Regions from separate parts of the Sus scrofa genome. Here region 2 is linked to region 1. A link is a contact called in public Hi-C data. All regions are on one chromosome and are shown on one strand. The core of a region is the stretch at or near the end of the contact, and the rest is flanking DNA. Distances in the headings are between cores, read along the strand shown. Region 1 holds the start of ITPKA (inositol-trisphosphate 3-kinase A). Region 2 holds the start of NDUFAF1 (complex I intermediate-associated protein 30, mitochondrial).

The links. A called contact is a pair of places that touch in the nucleus more often than the background predicts.
Region 2: a Hi-C map of embryonic fibroblasts shows a contact between it and region 1, with 2.7 times the contacts expected there. The contact joins the promoter of NDUFAF1 here to the promoter of ITPKA in region 1. A contact is called at or near these places in 1 of 5 promoter capture datasets (liver) and 2 of 47 Hi-C or Micro-C datasets (embryonic fibroblasts and liver).

What each region holds. Positions count from the first base shown.
Region 1 is chr1:129,875,146-129,879,505 of Sscrofa11.1, reverse strand. ITPKA (inositol-trisphosphate 3-kinase A) reads left to right here and starts at 1,744. Exons shown (of 10, transcript XM_021097438.1): 1 at 1,744-4,360. The coding sequence starts at 3,867.
Region 2 is chr1:129,966,007-129,970,366 of Sscrofa11.1, reverse strand. NDUFAF1 (complex I intermediate-associated protein 30, mitochondrial) reads right to left here and starts at 1,887. Exons shown (of 5, transcript XM_021097468.1): 1 at 1,746-1,887.

The DNA.
Region 1 (4,360 bases), core at 495-2,994:
CATTGCCGTGAGCTGTGGTGTGGGTTGCAGACACAGCTCGGATCCCACGTTGCTGTGGCTCTGGCGTAGGCCGGCGGCTACAGCCTCGATTCGACCCCTAGCCTGGGAACCTCCATGTGCCGTGGGAGCGGCCCAAGAAATGGCAAAAAGACAAAAATAAAAGAAAAAAGAAAAAGAAAAAGAAACTGAGCATAGCAGAGGAATAGAAGTTAGGACACATTCTGGCTTTTTCGCCAACTAGTTGTGTGGCTTCGCACAAGTGCCTTATCCTTCTTGACTGAATCACTTAACCTCTTTGTTACTTCTGCTGTATTGTGAGAATGATAGGGCATCTAAAGGTACTTCCTACCAAGACATGGAAGCAACCTAAACATCCATTGACGGAGGAATGGATGAAGAAGATGTCATGTGTGTGTACACACACACACACAATGGAATATTGCTTAGCTATAAAAAGAATGAAATAATGCCATTTGCAGCAACATGGATGGACTTTGAGATTATTGTACTAAGCGAAGTAGGTCAGACAAAGACAAATATCACATATCACTTATATGTGGAATCTAAAAAACATGATACAAACAAACTTATTTACAGAACAGAAACAGACTCATTGATTTCTAAAACAAACTTATGGTTACCAAAGGGGAAATGGGGGTAGGAGGGATAAATTAGGAGTTTGGGATTAACATTAAACACTCTACTATATATAAAATAGATAATCAGCAAGGACCTACTGTATATAGCACAGGGAATTCTCAATACTCTCAATATTCTGTGATAACCTATATGAGAAAATAATCTGAAAAAGAATGGATATATGTATAACTGAATCACTTTGCTGTACATCTGAAACTAACACAACATTGTAAATCAACTGTACTGCAATATTAAATAAAATTGACCCTCCTACACTGTTGGTGGGAATATAAATAGGTACAACCACTATGGAAAACAGTATGGAGGCACCTCAGAAAACTCAATATAGACTACCATATGACCCAGCAATCCCACTTTTGGGCATATATCCGGACAAAACTTTCCTTGAAATAGACACATGCACCCGTATGTTTATTGCAGCTCTAATTCACAACAGACAAGACATGGAAACAACCTAAATGTCTATCAACAGATGAATGGATTAAGAAGATGTGGTATATATACACAGTGGAATACTACTCAGTCATAAAAAAGAAAAAATAATGCCATTTGCAGCAACATGGATGGAACTAGAGGCTCTCTTACTAAATGAAATATGTCAGAACGAGAAAGACAAATATCATATGATAGCACTTACATCTGAAATCTAATATACAGCACAAATGAACCTTTCCACAGATAAGAAAATCATGGACATGGAGAACAGATTTGTGGTTGCCAAGGGGAGGGGGAGGGAGTGGGATGAACTGGGAATTTGGGGTTAACAGAGGCAAACTATTGCCTTTGGAGTGGATAAGCAATGAGATCCTGCTATATAGCACTGAGAACTATCTCTAGTCACTTATGATGGAGCATGATGGAGGATAATGTGAGAAAAAGAATACGTATACATGTGTGACTGGGTCACCCTACTGTACAGTAGAAAATTGACAGAACACTGTAAACCAGCTATAATGGAAAAAATAAAAATCATTTAAAATAAAATTGGAGTTCTCTTGTGGCGTAGCATGTTAAGGATGTGGTGTTGTCACTATAGCAGCTTGGAACACTGCTGTGGCGTGGGTTTGACCCCTGGCCCTGGAAACTTCCACATGACATGGATGCAGCCAAAAAAACCATAAATTAAATAAAATTTAAAGTAAAAAAAATAGAGTTACTTCCCACTCTACAATCCATGAAATTAGCTCTCCTTTCAATACCCATTCCCAGATTTGCCCTTACCTTTCTGGTGAGGAACACTCGGGCAGGTACGGCAAAGAGCTCTTCTTTGGTTGCTGCCCTTGGGCAACTGCCTGATACAAGAAGAAAAAGGAACTGCCCCAAATTTTCTCATGACAGCCAGGATGACACCAGCTCCCAGCCTACTTGTGCCTCCAACACTGCCCAACCATTGACTGGCACACAGGTGCACAGTACATATTCCCTCCTCTTGATTTCCTTCCCGCCTTTCTGGTGCTGGGAGGTCCTTGCTGTCTCTCCCACCTTGGGTTTGCCTCAGTCCCTGCCTCTGAGGGCAGTATCTTCCCAGCTCTCACCACAAACCAAGGGAAGGAGAGAAAAAAATGAGCGCAGGAGATGAACGTTTCTGGGCCTTCAAGCCCTGAAGTATAGTCTTTGCAAAGACACGCAGGCTCCTCCAGACCTCTGTGCCCCAGAGAAGGTAGCCATGTGGCCTCCCGGGGTCTCCACAGAGGACTGCAGTATTCAGACATTCCTTCTTTCTCTCACTCCTTCATTCCCTCAGTTTCTCCTCCCTCCTCTTTTACTTTCTTCATCAATTCCCCCCAGGGATCTTCTTTTCTTCTTTGCTGAAAGCTCCCACTTTCTCTCTGAATTCTCCTTTTCTCTCCTCCTGGGCCCTCCTTGAATTCTGGCTGAAGGGAGATAAGGAAAGGAAAGCTCCTCCTTTTGGCCTTCATCAGCTCAGAGGCCATCTTTCTGAGGGCAGTCTCCCCATGGATTCCCCCAATAAATAATCCCTAGGCACCAGGCATCTAGTTAGTGAGGCATCTTCACTCATGGCATTTTGGGGAAAACAGGAAATGCTGTGAAATACTGACTTTCTACACAAAGTAGCCTTTGCAGTGCAGCTAATGACCACTAACATACTTAGTGGCCAACCACCCATCACAACAATGCCATTTATGAGGCTTTTGCGGTGTATGAGACCCTTTGTCAACATGAACACCCTCTTCCAGTTCCACAGCTACAACTCCGTGGATCAGGTGGGGCTTTCCTAAATTTACAGGAGAACAGGACTTAGGAGTGAAGAGACTGACTAAAATCACATCTGGAGGGAGCATGGTGAACCTGAGGCTGGCTAAATTATTCTAACTAAAACTATTCTAACGTTTTAGAGACATCACATCTTTCATTTTATTCTCACAGCAATCCTCTGTGGTGGACAACAAGCCTGCTGAGGAGAGTCAGCAGTTCCAGGAGGTGAAACGAGTTGCTTACAGCCCCAAAGCAGACCCCAACCCCCGAACTCCAAAGGGAAAGGAGGAAAACGGGCTCAGCCCCCGCCAGCCAGCAGCCTGGGGTGCTGCCCAGGATTCCGTTAGGAAAACGCGGAGAGAGCCACAGCGCCTGACCTTGTATTCTGCCAGCTGAGAAGTGGGGAGAGAAGCCTCAGCTCGTTCCCAAAACAGAGTCCCGACTTGGGCGCACGCTCTGGGATGAGACCTCGAATTCCGTGCCGAAGGCGCCCCGGGTGGAGAAAAGCCCCAGAGACCTGGAAGCCTTAGCCCAGGATGGGCTGAATGCGGAAAGGAGCCCGCGGGACTCAGAGAGCAAGAGCGGGACCAGCTCCTCCCCTGCGGGGGGCCAAGGACCTTGGAGTTGCCAGGAGGAATCCCCTGGGAGGCAGCACCGCGTGGGGTGGAGCGGCCCCTCCGGTCTCCTCGAAGGCTGGCGCTAAGAGGCCTCGAGGGCCAGGGCCAGGTTTTGTGTGTATCCAGGAGGTCTGTGCTTCTCAGCCACCCGGAGGAGCAACTGGGAGACTTTTCCGCCCGACAAGGGCCCGGGAAGGCCCGCGCTTTCTCTGAAAGTGAAAGGAGTGGGCGGGGGGCGCGGCCGAGGCGGGGCCCAGGCGGGAGGCAGCGCAGGCTCCGCCTCGGGGCAGTCTCAAGCCGGGGGCGCCGAGCGTCTCCAGTCCCTGCCGCGCCGCGGGCTGGTGGGCTCCGCGGCGGTTCTATTGCCGGGAAATGACCCTGCCCGGGGGCCCGACGGGCATGGCGAGGCCGGGTGGCGGGGGGCACTGCAGCCCCGGGCTGGAGCGGGCCCCGCGCCGGAGTGTTGGGGAGCTGCGCCTGCTCTTCGAGGCGCGCTGCGCCGCGGTCGCTGCCGCCGCCGCCGCAGGGGAGCCCCGGGCCCGCGGGGCCAAGCGGCGGGGGGGAAAGGTTCCTAATGGGCTTCCACGGGCTCCCCCTGCCCCGGTGATCCCGCAGCTGACTGTGACGGCCGAGGAGCCGGACGTGCCCCCGGCCAGCCCTGGGCCGCCCGAGCCGGAGGGTGGCTGGCTCCCGGCCGTAGGCTCGTCGCACCTGCAGCAGCCGCGCCGCCTCTCCACCTCATCGCTCTCCTCCACTGGCTCCTCGTCGCTGCCCGAGGACTCGGAGGACGATCTTCTGAGCGACAGCGAGAGCCGGAGCCGCGGCAACGTGCAGCTGGAAGCGAGCGAGGACGTAGGTCAGGTACG
Region 2 (4,360 bases), core at 638-3,137, 91 kb before region 1:
CTACACTGGGGCAAACAGACCCAAGTTTGGTCAGTAACAACTACAGGAATAGTAAACCCAACTTGTTCAACTATAGGCATGTTCCTAGTGGCCTCTAACTGGAGGACACTGACATTGATCTTCCTTGATATTCTCATGAGAAACTGTGCATACATCTCACAGCCCTTACATACTATTAGGATCTTGCTTTTATCTGTCTACCTAACTAACCTGACCTTAAGCTTACTGACTATGGCTTGAACATAATTGATGCTCAATGTTTGCTAAAATAAAAGGAAAATGTGGGTGTTCTCATCGTGGCTCAGTGGTACCCAACTAGTACCCATGAAGACTCAGGTTCAATGCCTGGCCTTGTTTAATGGGGAAAGGATCTGGCGTTGCTGAGAGCTGTAGTGTAGGCTGCAGACGCAGCTTGAATCTGGCATTGCTATGGGCGTAGTGTAGGCCAGCAGCTGCAACTCAGATTCCACCCCAGCCTGGGAACTTTCATATGCTGCACCCGCGGCCCAAAAATAAATAAACAAATGAAAATGTGTGAACAGTATGTTTTCAAATGGACCAAAAATTGCAGGGAACCAGGAAAAATAACAAGAGTTGACCTCAGGTCTTGGAATCATAGGTAATACTTAAATTTCCCTTACTGACTTGTTCAAATGATTTTCTCTCTCCACACACAAAAATTTGGGAAATAAGTGATAAAATGGAATTTGTACAATCAAAAAATGATTCTCAGAGTTCCTCCATGTCACAGCAGCTTAAGGATCTGGCCGTTGTCACTGCAGTCTGCTGTGGCTTGGTTCCATTCCTAGCCCAGGAACTGCTACATGCTTCAGGTGCAGAAAAAAACACCAAAAAAAAAAAGATTCTCATGAACACCATGCTTAGGCTACACTACTGAGTGACAAATAATGAGGAATTAAAAATGCATGTATACTGGAGTTCCCTTCGGTGGCTCAGAAGTTAACAAACCCTACTAGGATACATGAGGATTCAGGTTCCATCCCTGGCCTCACTCAGTGGGTTAAGGATCCAGCATTGCTGTGAGCTGTGGTGTAGGTCACAGACTCGGCTAGTATCTAGTGTTGCTATGGCTGTTGCATAGGCCAGCAGCTGTAGCTCGGGTTCCACCCCTAGCCTGGGAACTTCCATTCGCTGCGGGTGCAGCCCTAAAAAAGAAAAAGGGGAAGAAAAAAAAAAAAGCATATACGGTAACGATATAAGTATAAAAATGTAAATGTACAAACAAAAAAGATTTGGGGGTTAAAAAAAGGCTTACAGCCATGTGCAGGGTGATGGAATTATGAGTACCATTATTCACCCTATTTTCCAACCCCTCAGTAGTGTTATTACTTCTCTAATAATATAACGTTAGTTATGAATATTTTGTTTCATATTTTTACCAATAAACATAGTCAAAATCACTAACTGGATGATCCTGGGCTGAAGCTGGTGAGTTTTCATGGCAGCATAAACCATGAAGCTAAAAGCAAGCAATCTTACTGAAGACTGTATGTCCAGCGCTTACCACGTGTCAGAAACTATTCTAGGTGTACTTTAACTCCTCACAACAACCAAAAGAGGGGCTACTATTCCAATTGCAAAGATGAAAATGGAGGCTCTAAGACTAAATCACCCGAGGTATACAACTACTAAGCGGCAAACCTATCCCCAAGAGCCCCGGCGTTTAGCTCCTGATCCAAGACCGGGAGCGGTCTGGACATTGTCACGGCCCCTTCATTTCTCACCTGCTAGGGCTGTGTCGCCCTCGCAAGTCCCGACGCTGCAGCCCTCCCTCGCGACACCCCAGAGTGAACCTCCGCTGTGCTCCTGGCTTTTCCCCGCCGGCTACTCCACTTTTCCTGTGTAGGTCCATCTGCTTTTCCAGTCCGCAGGGAAACTGGGCCTTATGACACTAGAGTTCCGGTCAGGTACGCAGGTCGGGGGAAGAGTAATAAAGATCCCGAAGCTTAGCGAAATGAGGGTTATGGTCGACTAGCTTCCCAAAGGACCCGCTCCTCCTGCCCTTCCTGATCTTTTCTGCCCTATGTCAGAAAGTGGGGAGAATTTAGAGAAAATTTTCGCCTCCCCTTCCTGCTTTCCGCCTTCATGCTGCAAACTTCATCCTGTATCTTTCAAGTAGGACCCAGATATTGCTAATAACCTTGGCCCCCAAGAGCAGCAGCCCAAGAGCAGTCCACGGCCACAGAGCAGCCCAAGAGCAGTCCACGGCCACAGAGAGCTACTTCTCCTGGAATTAACCCCCAAAGAATCTTGGGAGACCCACCTGAAACTTGAACACCAACTCTCCTACCTGCCCTTCCCCAATCCTGCCCCGTGGGGTCGCCCACTCCCCAGGGTTTCGATTGTATCTTGCGCACCCCTCTGTTTAAGCACTTTCAACACTTGTATCTTAATTATTCATTCACTTCTCACTTCCTCCGCCATGCTGTGAGCTTCTTGGGTCCAGAAAGTACTCTTCTTCCTGTCCCCAGCACCTAACATAACGCTGGCAGGAATTAAGCCCTCAGCATGAATTCGAATGAATTGTAACCATTGGCTGTTAACACCGTTCTCCAGAGTACCTTCCAAGTCCTCACCAAATACAATTGCCTTTTCCAAGTTTCCTCTGTCACTCTTTTCCACTCTACACCTTTTCTGTCTTCAAATTTTTCTTTGACTTCTCCGGATTCTACTACACTTGCCTGGCTCTGCAACCTCCTTGAACTTTTTTTTTTTTTTTTTTTTTTTTTGGTCTTTTTGTCACCCACGGCATATGGAGGTTCCCAGGCTAGGGGTCAAATTGGAGCTGTTCCTGCCAGCCTATGCCAGAGGCACAGCAATGCCAGATCCGAGCCACGGCAAAGTGGGATCCTTAACCCACTGAGCGAGGCCAGGAATCGAACCCACAACCTCATGGTTCCTAATCGGATTCATTTCATCCTTAAACCACTGAGTAAGACCAGGGATCAAAACCACTATGGGAACTTGTCCTTGAGCTTTTTCTAGCTGCTTACTTTACTCTGTACTCCCACAACCTTAAATGTGGGTTTGTCTCCTAAGCCCAGCCTGTGCCTTCCTCTTTTCTAGTCACAGACATGAGTTACACGCAAACAATCCAAAATATGTTCCTCTAAACACCAACATACATTTTCTTTTCTTTTCTTTTCTTTTTTTTTGGCCTGGCTGCCCCGCCGCACACCCCATGCAGAAATTCCAGGGCCAGGATTGAACCCAAGCAACTATTAGCAGTGATAATAGTGAATCCTTCTAGGACACCAAGGAACGCCTCCCATTTTTTTTCTTTTTTTGGGGGGAGGGGGCATGCAAAATAGATTAAAAAAAATAGCTTTATTGCTTTGGCACTGCAAAGGAAGCCACAGCAGACTAATGCCTTAAAAACTGTGTCCTCCGTTCGCAGAGACTAGGAGGTGGTTTTACAGTTTGGGAGTGGAAAATAGGGCCGCAGATAGGGATCAAGATAGATGCAAGCTTTCATTCTTCCTCCAAAGCTGGTGCTTAGTGGCCACTTATTCATTTCTTTCTTTCTTTTTTTTTGCTTTTCAGGGCCGCATTCGCGGCATTTGGAGGTTCGCAGGCTAGGAGTTGAATAGGAGCTATAGCTGCTGGCCTATGCCACACAGTAACACAGGATCCAAGCTGCGTCTTTGAACTATACCACAGCTCACAGCAACACTGGATCCTTAAACCACTGAGTAAGGCCAGGGATCAAAACCAAGTCCTCATGGATACTAGCTGGGTTCGTTACTGCTGAGCCACAACAGGAACTCAATTTCCACTTTTTCTGTAAGTGGCCACATCCTTCTAAACTCAAAGTTCCTGGCCATCCTTGGCTTCTCTTTTTGAAACCTCCCCTTGCAGTTCCCATGGAAGGCTCAGCACTTAACGAACCCAATTAGTATCCATGAGGACTCGGGTTAAATCCCTGGCCTTGCTCGTTGGGTTGGGGGTCCAGCTTTGCCCTGAGCTGTGGTGTAGATCACAGACTTGGCTCTGATCACATGTAGCTATGGCATAGGCCAGCAGCTACAGTTCAGATTGGACCCCTAGCCTGGGAACCTCCATATGCCCCGAGAGCGGCCCTAGAAAAGGCAAAAAGACAAAAAAAAAAACCCAAAAAACAAAAATAAAAAAAAAAAATGCCATGGGTTCAGTCCTAAAAACATAAAAAAAAAACCTTTCTCTCACTCACTTTAAGTCCTCTTTGTTTTGTTATGTTGCTGCCTTTGATTTCATACCTTTCCAAATCCCATGAAACCTCAATAATTACTGCCCTATGCAATTTACATTCAATCTGCTGATTGCCCTACTCTGGACACAACTTTTTTTTTTTTTTTGCTTT